Linked DNA regions of Mus musculus: region 2 is linked to region 1. Evidence: chromatin contacts called from public Hi-C data. All regions are on one chromosome and are shown on one strand. The core of a region is the stretch at or near the end of the contact, and the rest is flanking DNA. Distances in the headings are between cores, read along the strand shown.

What was found. Hi-C and Micro-C count contacts between places; a contact is called where the count stands out from the background.
Region 2: a Hi-C map of liver shows a contact between it and region 1, with 1.8 times the contacts expected there. The contact joins two enhancer-like sites. A contact is called at or near these places in 12 of 484 Hi-C or Micro-C datasets (8-cell embryo, CD4 T cells, the G1E-ER4 cell line and 7 more) and 1 of 115 datasets of contacts at active chromatin or transcription factors (pancreatic cancer cells).

What each region holds. Positions count from the first base shown.
Region 1 is chr1:191,638,398-191,642,384 of GRCm38.p6, reverse strand. No RefSeq gene overlaps it. Among named protein-coding and RNA genes, the nearest start is that of Gm39741, 8.8 kb to the left of the region's middle. Within about 2 kb of position 2,099, at least 55 of the 459 cell types and tissues checked have an H3K27ac peak or open chromatin away from gene starts, as enhancers often do. A contact at or near this core is called in liver, where this site is marked.
Region 2 is chr1:191,792,331-191,796,317 of GRCm38.p6, reverse strand. No RefSeq gene overlaps it. Among named protein-coding and RNA genes, the nearest start is that of Gm26203, 22 kb to the right of the region's middle. Within about 2 kb of position 1,992, at least 37 of the 459 cell types and tissues checked have an H3K27ac peak or open chromatin away from gene starts, as enhancers often do. A contact at or near this core is called in liver, where this site is marked.

The sequences.
Region 1 (3,987 bases), core at 850-3,349:
GGTGCCTCACAACCATTCATAATGAGATCTGATGCTCTCTTCTGGTGTGTCTGAAGACAGCCACAGTGTACTTACATATAATAAATAAATAAATCCTTAAAAAAAAAACCAATCCTTAGCAAATCAGATATGTGAAAAAGAGGTTGTTTGGAGAAGATTATTAATAATTCAGAACATTTGCAACTTAATAGTCTTGTTAATGGACAGGAAGAAGAGAAGAGCTGGCATGGGAGGGAAGTCGGGCTCTTGACATAGCACAGGCACTTGCATGTTTGTTAACTCCCCTCTCTGTGAATCCCCTCTGTACAGACCCATCCCTCCAGGAACCATTCTGCCACCTGAAGAAGGTGATGCGGACCAGGATGACAGCAGAGCTGTTGCTGCCCAGAGAACCTAGGGGCCTGGAAGCAATGCAGTGTGGGTCACCTGGCAACGCGATGGGTAGGGTCCCTTGGGAGAAAGAAGAGTACTGTGAGAGGTGGTCCAGCCCTGCAGAGAGTTTCTCCTATTTGGCGCCCTCTCTTCTCCTCACCCTCTATCCTCCACAGCCTTAGGATGGAGCCAGCCACTCTGCCCCTCTCCCTGCCTTGTAGTGGGAAGGAAAAGCAGCCTGTGGCCTCAGAGACATAGCAACGGCAGGCAGGGGTGTGTGTCCCCCAGGGAGGTCACTGCAGACCAGGCACATCTGTTGCCTGACTGGCCAGGACACTGGTGAGCTACCAGCAGCTTTGTTTGCTCCTCTCAGCAAGTGACAAAGGGCAGGAATGTGTCCTGGAGGACTTCCCAGTGTGCAGCCAGGACAACTAATTGACTGCCCCTCTCTCTGATGTTTGAGCAAAACCTTTTCTTGATTGTTCATGCCAAAGGTCATTTGAGTTGAAGTGGTGACCATAGGCCACAGGAGGGAAGGGGCAAGGACAGGGCAGGAAAGTAATTATGGTTTACGAAACTCCCCAACAGAGAAGGAGTGCAAAGAGGGTTGCTGTTGACATCTTTGTAAAACCAAAACAACTAAAACAAATTTCTCTCTCTGTCTCTGTCTCTCTCTCGCTCTCTGTCTGTTTTTCTGTCTGTCCTGTCTATTGCTGTCTGTCTCTCTTTCTCTCTCAAACACACACACACACACACACACACACACACACACACACACACACATTTCTAAAAATAGTGCTAGTAGGTTTGAAAAGAAAGGCCTTTGTTTCATAGTCTTTCATATAGGGAAGAAAAAAGATAGAACTACTATCACAGAAACATCAGTGGTCAGGGAGATGGATCAACAGACAAGCACACTTGCCATGAAAGCCAGATGAGTCGGATCCTTGGACACACATAAAGACAGAGTGAGAGAAACAGGAAAGTTGTCTTCCGACTTTCAGCAGCAAGCCGTGTGCTGTATACCCAACACTCACATCACAAAACACATAATAAATACAATTTAAATTTTTAACAAAGCAGAAAGAAACACCAGGGGCTGGAGAGATGGCTCAGTGGGCAGAGTGCTTGCTGCACAGATTTGAGGACCTGAGTTCAGATCTCTGGCACTGGTGTAAACGCTGAGCTTGGCAGCTCACATCTGTAACCTGGTGTGAGCGAGGAACAGGCAGGTGAACCCCATAGGCTGGCTGACTGGACGGACAGTCTGACCAAGTGGGCTCCAGGTGTAGTAAGAGACTCTGTTTCACAAGCTAAGAAGCAGTAGAGAAAGACAGCAACCTCTGGTTTCCACATGCATGTCCACAACTGAGTGCACCTGTGTCCATGCATGCACACACACGTATATACTCCTTCCCCACAAACATGACTAGAGAAAACCAGCAGATTCACAATGTCAGGATGGAAGGGCAGTGAAGGGAACGGACTTGAGCTGGTTTAATCATTTGTTTGTTCACTTAGTCATTTACTCCACAGATGTTTATAGACACTGCTAAGCTCTCACACATACTAGAGGCCAGAGACACAAAACCAACCAGGACACAGGCCTCCAGGCTCCCAGATAGACAGGAAGTCAGGTGCTTGAGCAAATGATAGTAGATTGCAGCATGAGAAACCTCCCAGAGGTCAGTACAAGGTTCCTGGTGATGCTGGCCAGGTGCAGAGTCTGTGGGCAAAGGTCAAGAAGAGGCGTAGAAAGGGACAGAGAGGTGACCTCTCTGACTGCTAGGCCTGTGCCCAGCAGAAATGGGGACTGAAGGCAGAGAAAGGCAGTACTGGGGTCACTGCCAGAGACTAAGCCCCAGCTGTCCAAGGAACTGCTTCTGTTGTATGTCACTACCTGTGAAAACAGCTTGGGGCACCCACCTCCTTCAAGAGAAAATGGTCTGTTGAACACCACAAGTAAAAGCCAGCTTATGCTCAGGAGAGCGCTGGGCCTGAAGCCACACTGACAAGACAAAGGGCACTTCTGCCACACCTCCTTTGGGGAAATGTCCCCAAAGCTGCCATAGGACAGACAGGAAGGAGCTGAAGGGCCCTGAGGTTGGTCTTTCCAGGCAAACATATTAGACTCTGTCTTCTTACTCAACAAAGGTCAAAGCCTGTTAGTGGAAAAAAAAATAGTTCTCATACCATTGCCCAGGCTTCAGAAAGTCAAAGATCCATGAAGGTACAGATTCACACTGTTCCTTACCGCCAGAGGATAGGAAAGTTTCAGATTCCAGAAACAGTAAAAACCAGAGAAGTGGGCAGCTCCCCAGTCCCAGCCAAGAGATGCCTGTCCCAATCTCAGCTCCTCTCTGGGCATCTGCTTCCTTTCCTCCTGTTTCCCCACCTCTGTCACAGAACAGCAGGCTACACCCACCCACTGTTTCCACATTACAGCTTCTGTCTCACCGAAAGCCTGGGTCTCCCTTTGAACACAATTTTACATGTGATCTCTGACCCAGTTGAGGGCAAGAGAACAGGGCTCATGCTGAGCAGATGGCTGCTGGGAACTCTACTGTGGGCAAGGTGCAGTGGAGAAAGCACAGAAGATGGCAGGAGCAACTGCTCCTATCGTTGGACCCTGATCCCTGGAGAGAGATCACTGCTGCATTGGTATTACACTGATAGGTAAATGCATATGTCAGGAACTTCTTGGTGTGCAGAGGTGATTACAATTATTATCATCATCAATAAAGGTACAATATGATTTATTTTTAGGAAAGCTCAACTCATAAGACTGGCCTGTAGCTCTCTTCCCCCAGCCAAGCTGTGCACAGTAACACAGAGGTTCAGGGCAACCTCTTCCTCTATGTCTTACTGACAGATTCCATTTCTCATCACTTAAAATCTAAAACTCACACTCCCACTTTCTTCTTAAGCTATTCTTTGCTGTCAAGAATCTACCGTTTATTCTTTGGGGCCTCGCCACATCCATGGGTAACCATCTATGGTAATGACTAGATCTAGGAAGGTTATTATGCCCTGTTTTAGTTTTCTTTCTGTTGTTGTGATAAAACACCCCAAATAAAAGGAACTTAAAGAGGGAACTTTAAGAGTTTGTCTACTTAAATTTCCAGGCAGTCGTCTGTCACTGAGGGACGTCAGGTCAGGAGTTATGAAGGAATGTTATTTACTGGATTGCTCTCTGGCTTGCTCACAAGCTCATGCTCAACTGGCTTTCTAATTCAGCTTAAGACCACCTGCCTATGGATGGTGCTGCCCATAATGGGCTAGGCCCTCTGTGTAAATTAATAATTGATATAATCCCACACACACACATGTGCCCACAGACCAATCTGATTTTAGCAGTTCCTCAACCAACACTCTCCTGTCAGAAGTTGGCAACGTTAACTAGGACACATCCATATGGTGAGGATATATATCTTTGCTGTCAAACTGTGAGGCTGTGAACACCCAGGATATCATTGGATAACTAGAGTTCGCCTGAGGATATTTGTAACTCATTAGGTCTTGACAGGAAGGGCAAGAGCCACTATAGAATCATCAAGGAATATGAAGAACTCATTTAGCTCAGGTCATTGCCTCCAACCAGGTGAAGGCAAAGGC
Region 2 (3,987 bases), core at 743-3,242, 150 kb before region 1:
TAGATGAACTTTCCAGGAAAGTAAGGGCAAGTAAGCAAACAACAAAGCTTCCTTCTCCACAACCTTTTATCTGGGCTGCACCAAAAGGTCTGGACCAGACTGAAGGTGGGCTTTCCTATTTCAAATAATATGCTTAAGAAAAGCCTTCACAGGTGTGCCAAGCCACTTGGGTTTAGTTGATTCCAGATGTAGTCATGGTGACAACCAAGATGGCCAAGACAGCTACACCTATGGCGGACTGGCTTCATTAGAATCTTCCTTGGTGTTTTTCTGCCCTCTCCCCACTTTGTCTTCTGTCTTACTCGTCCAGTGAAAATGTCCAACTTTGTGACATCGATATCGACAGACAATGAAGAAGGCTGAGCTCGGATTGTTTGTATAGCTAAACGTTTATTGGTCTCACGTCTTCATTGATCTTCATTTTGATTCGCTGAGAGAGGCACAGCTGAGAACTTTCCTTGATGTTCCTATTGGCTCTGGTCCTTCCTGTCCACTTGTGTCGACTAAGGCCTGGCACTTCCTGCTAGGTCTGTCACTGCCGATGCTACCCCAACATTACCAGATTGGACTACTGGTATACCCGTAAAGCAAGTGGATCGAGCTGTCGTTGCCCACCTGTGAACTAAACGACTAGTTTCCTGAGGACACAGATGAGATTTACTACAAAGAACAATTTCTGAACAGGTCCATGTCCCCCGCCCCCATTTCCTTTCTTCTCCACTACCTCTGGTAGATGATGGGCTACTAGGGAGGTTAAAACATTTAAGATCCATCATTAAAAATGACATTAAAAATTAAAATGATAACAGAGACTTTTAGGTTAAGTTGTCAGGTTGATAAAGTTTTAAATTGCATGGCTCATGCTTGGTATCATGGCTAAGAAACCCTGCCTCTCAGGAGAGCACCAGGTTTTCTTGTGTGGTTCTACAAGGGTTTCATGGTTTTGTTTTTATACTTAGTATTTTTGGTTGGCTTTGTGATTATTTTTTGAGCCGTGGCTGGCATGCTATTCACGTTGTAGCCCATGCAGGCCTTGGACTCTCTGCAATCCTCCTGCCTTAACCTTCTCAGTGCCTGGGTTACAGAACGCGCTGCCACGTTCCGCCAAGACTTTGGCTTTGCAATCAGCATTTTTCCTTTGAGTTTGGTTGTTTACTTGTGTGAAACATTGGTTAGCTACATAGCTCAGACTGGCCTTGAACTCATGATTCTCCTGTGTCTGCCTCCCGAGTGTCAGGGTTACAGGCATGTGCCACTATTCTGCTTATATTTAGGTTTTGACCCATTTCGAGTTTGTTTTGTGTATGTCAAAAGCTGTGGAAGGTTGTGAACTCACCCGCATGAGTGTCCAGCTGCCTCTCCCCATTTGCCCACTGCCTTCTGTGCTGAATTGCACTTGAACCTTTGTAAATGCTCGGTTATACATTGTCACATTCATCTCCTGTACCTACTGTGACAAACTTCTACAAACTTGGTGGCCTAAGGAACAGGCCTCGTTTCTTAGTAAAGACTAAACCTCTCCTAGTTTTGGTGCCAGAAGAGCGACCTCAAAGAAGGGCCTCCAGGTTTCTGGAGGAAGGTAGGGTATATGCCCACTCCCTTCCCTGTGTCCCTGTGAGGGATGTGCCCCCCTTCCCTCCCCCCTTCCCTGCGTCCCTCTGGGGGATACGCCTCCTTCCCTGTGGCTTATCAGAGTCTGCCTCTGAGCAGCCGAGCAGAGCTGAGGTCTTTCTTCATGATGAGTGCATACTTCATGAGGACAGAAACCAGATCTTACTCGTCTCTGCTTCTCAACCCACAGTGGCTTGAGAGATGCACAGCTGGTCTGTAGAATGAATGAGCAGAAGAGGAGGCACCACCAGTATTCTGGGAAAGACTTCGCACATCATGCAAAAGTTGAAAGGGATGGAAGCCGGACATGGTGCAGGTTTGGGAGGTGGAGATGGAGCCCCGTAGCTCACTGACCAGCATATTAAACTGATGTCATCAAGCTCTGAACTTTGAACCTGGAGAGGAAACTTTCAGTGTGTTCGCTAAAGAAGGTTCAGAGCATGAACACAGCACGAGGTTATATGCACAAGGACCACCTGGGAAAAACAGGAGTTATCACAGCTGACCACACCCATGCACAGATGTACAAGTGTGCAAATACCAGGCTTGTAGAGTTGCACCTCAGACCTGGTGGGTTCAAACACACACACACACACACACACACACACACACACACACACACACACTCTTGCAACGTAGCTGTCTGTGATACTATGAGTCAAAGTGCAGGTGGCCAGAAGCCTAAGCAAACATGTGAGCTGCCTCCTAACAAGGAAAGGAAAACAGGAAATGGATGCTGTGCAGCCTCTCCTCTCTCCTTCCTTCCCCCGTCTTCCAGATAGCAGCCCAGACAACAGGCTACAAACAACACCCTGGCAGCCATTGCATCTCACGATGCTCCAAGGGAGTAGGAAACAAGTTGGTTCCCAGAATGCTTTGCAAAGGCTCTGCATTGGACTATATAGAGGCCTCAGGGGAGTGGGGCTGCCTGGGTACTAATCCTGGGCTGGGCCCCTACAGCAGCTTGGCTAGTTCTGGCCTCCTGCTTGGTGTTTAAGTTTTGCCTGGACCTTGTTTGTTATCAGGCCTCCCACAATGAACTGAGTATCTTTTTAGGGGTGACCATGCCTCCCCTGAGCTCTTCCAGGAGGAGTCAGGCTTGTTTTCTCTTAGTCTTCACAGCACCCGAAGCTAGAGTGATTTTCAGCTGGGTTTCTGTCCGTGGGCCATTCCTTCCTCTCTGCAGATCTTTTAGGAACTCCTATCTGCTCAGGGCTTCCCACATGGGGCTGTGATGAACTTCTAGACTCTGGGTCTCAATCCGTGGCTGGCTCTGACTCGTACTCAATCCTAGCTGTAGCACCCAAGGGTCACTCCTCTCGGGTTTCGGGGCATATCAGCATCACCAGGGAATCGGTGAGAACCCGAGATTTCCTCAATAATTCATACCCCATGTCCCTCCTCCTGCAACATCACGTGGATCTGAACAAAGGCAGTGAACATTATCCAGCAGTAACCTAATCTCCTGGGTCGTTTACCAACAACACTCAGAGTGATCTCAAGGATTACCTTGGACTCTGGCCAGCACCTGGGAGACTGGGCCTAACTGAAGGCCAAATGGCCCAGGGTGCCAAGTAAGCCAACAGTGAGTTCCACTGAGGGGAGCTGGAAAATAAGCAAGCAAAAGATGTCTGGGAACTGCGGCTGTGGAGGCCTGTGTAGACTTCCATCCCACTAGCTGGAGCAGTGAAGCTGGGGCACCCCGTTCTCCACAAGGTCTCTGGTCTTGTCTACAGTTTGCCCCAGCAGAGCCAAACTGCAAGCCCATTGCTTGTTGGCACACACCTTCTCTGTACTGAGACTGCCACTGCACAGCAGGGGGAAAGGAGGTAGGAGCTCACCTCTGGATCATAAGGGATACAGACCAATAGTTTCTGGCATGACTGCTACAGGACACAGCAGAGATGTGCCCAGTGTGCATGGAACCAAGAAAAAAACATCAAACTGGAAGTTCTGGTGATGGAAGGTTCTCTGGAGGCTTTGGCCTGGAACTGGGTGTTAGAGGGTAAACAGGATTCTGGGGGCAAGAAAGCAGCTGGGATTTGGGGCAACGGGACAGCAAGCAACTTTGGGAAAGAAAGGGTTTATTTGGGTTACACGTCCACAGTACTGTCCTTCGTAGAGGGAAGCCAAGGCAGAAACTCAAGAAGGAACCTAAAGCCAGACAAGCCTGCTTGCTATTCCACACACCATTTGCCTCTCCCCGAGAAAACTCCCGTCACAAAGTGACACAACAGGAACTGTGGAGCAGCTGCTGGCTGGCACTCAGGTGTATGCTCATCTAGCTTTCTCATACGGTTTAGGACCATCTGCTTGCGGGATGGTGCTACCCACAGAAGACTGGGCCATTCTACCCAGTGAACAATCCCTGCCTCC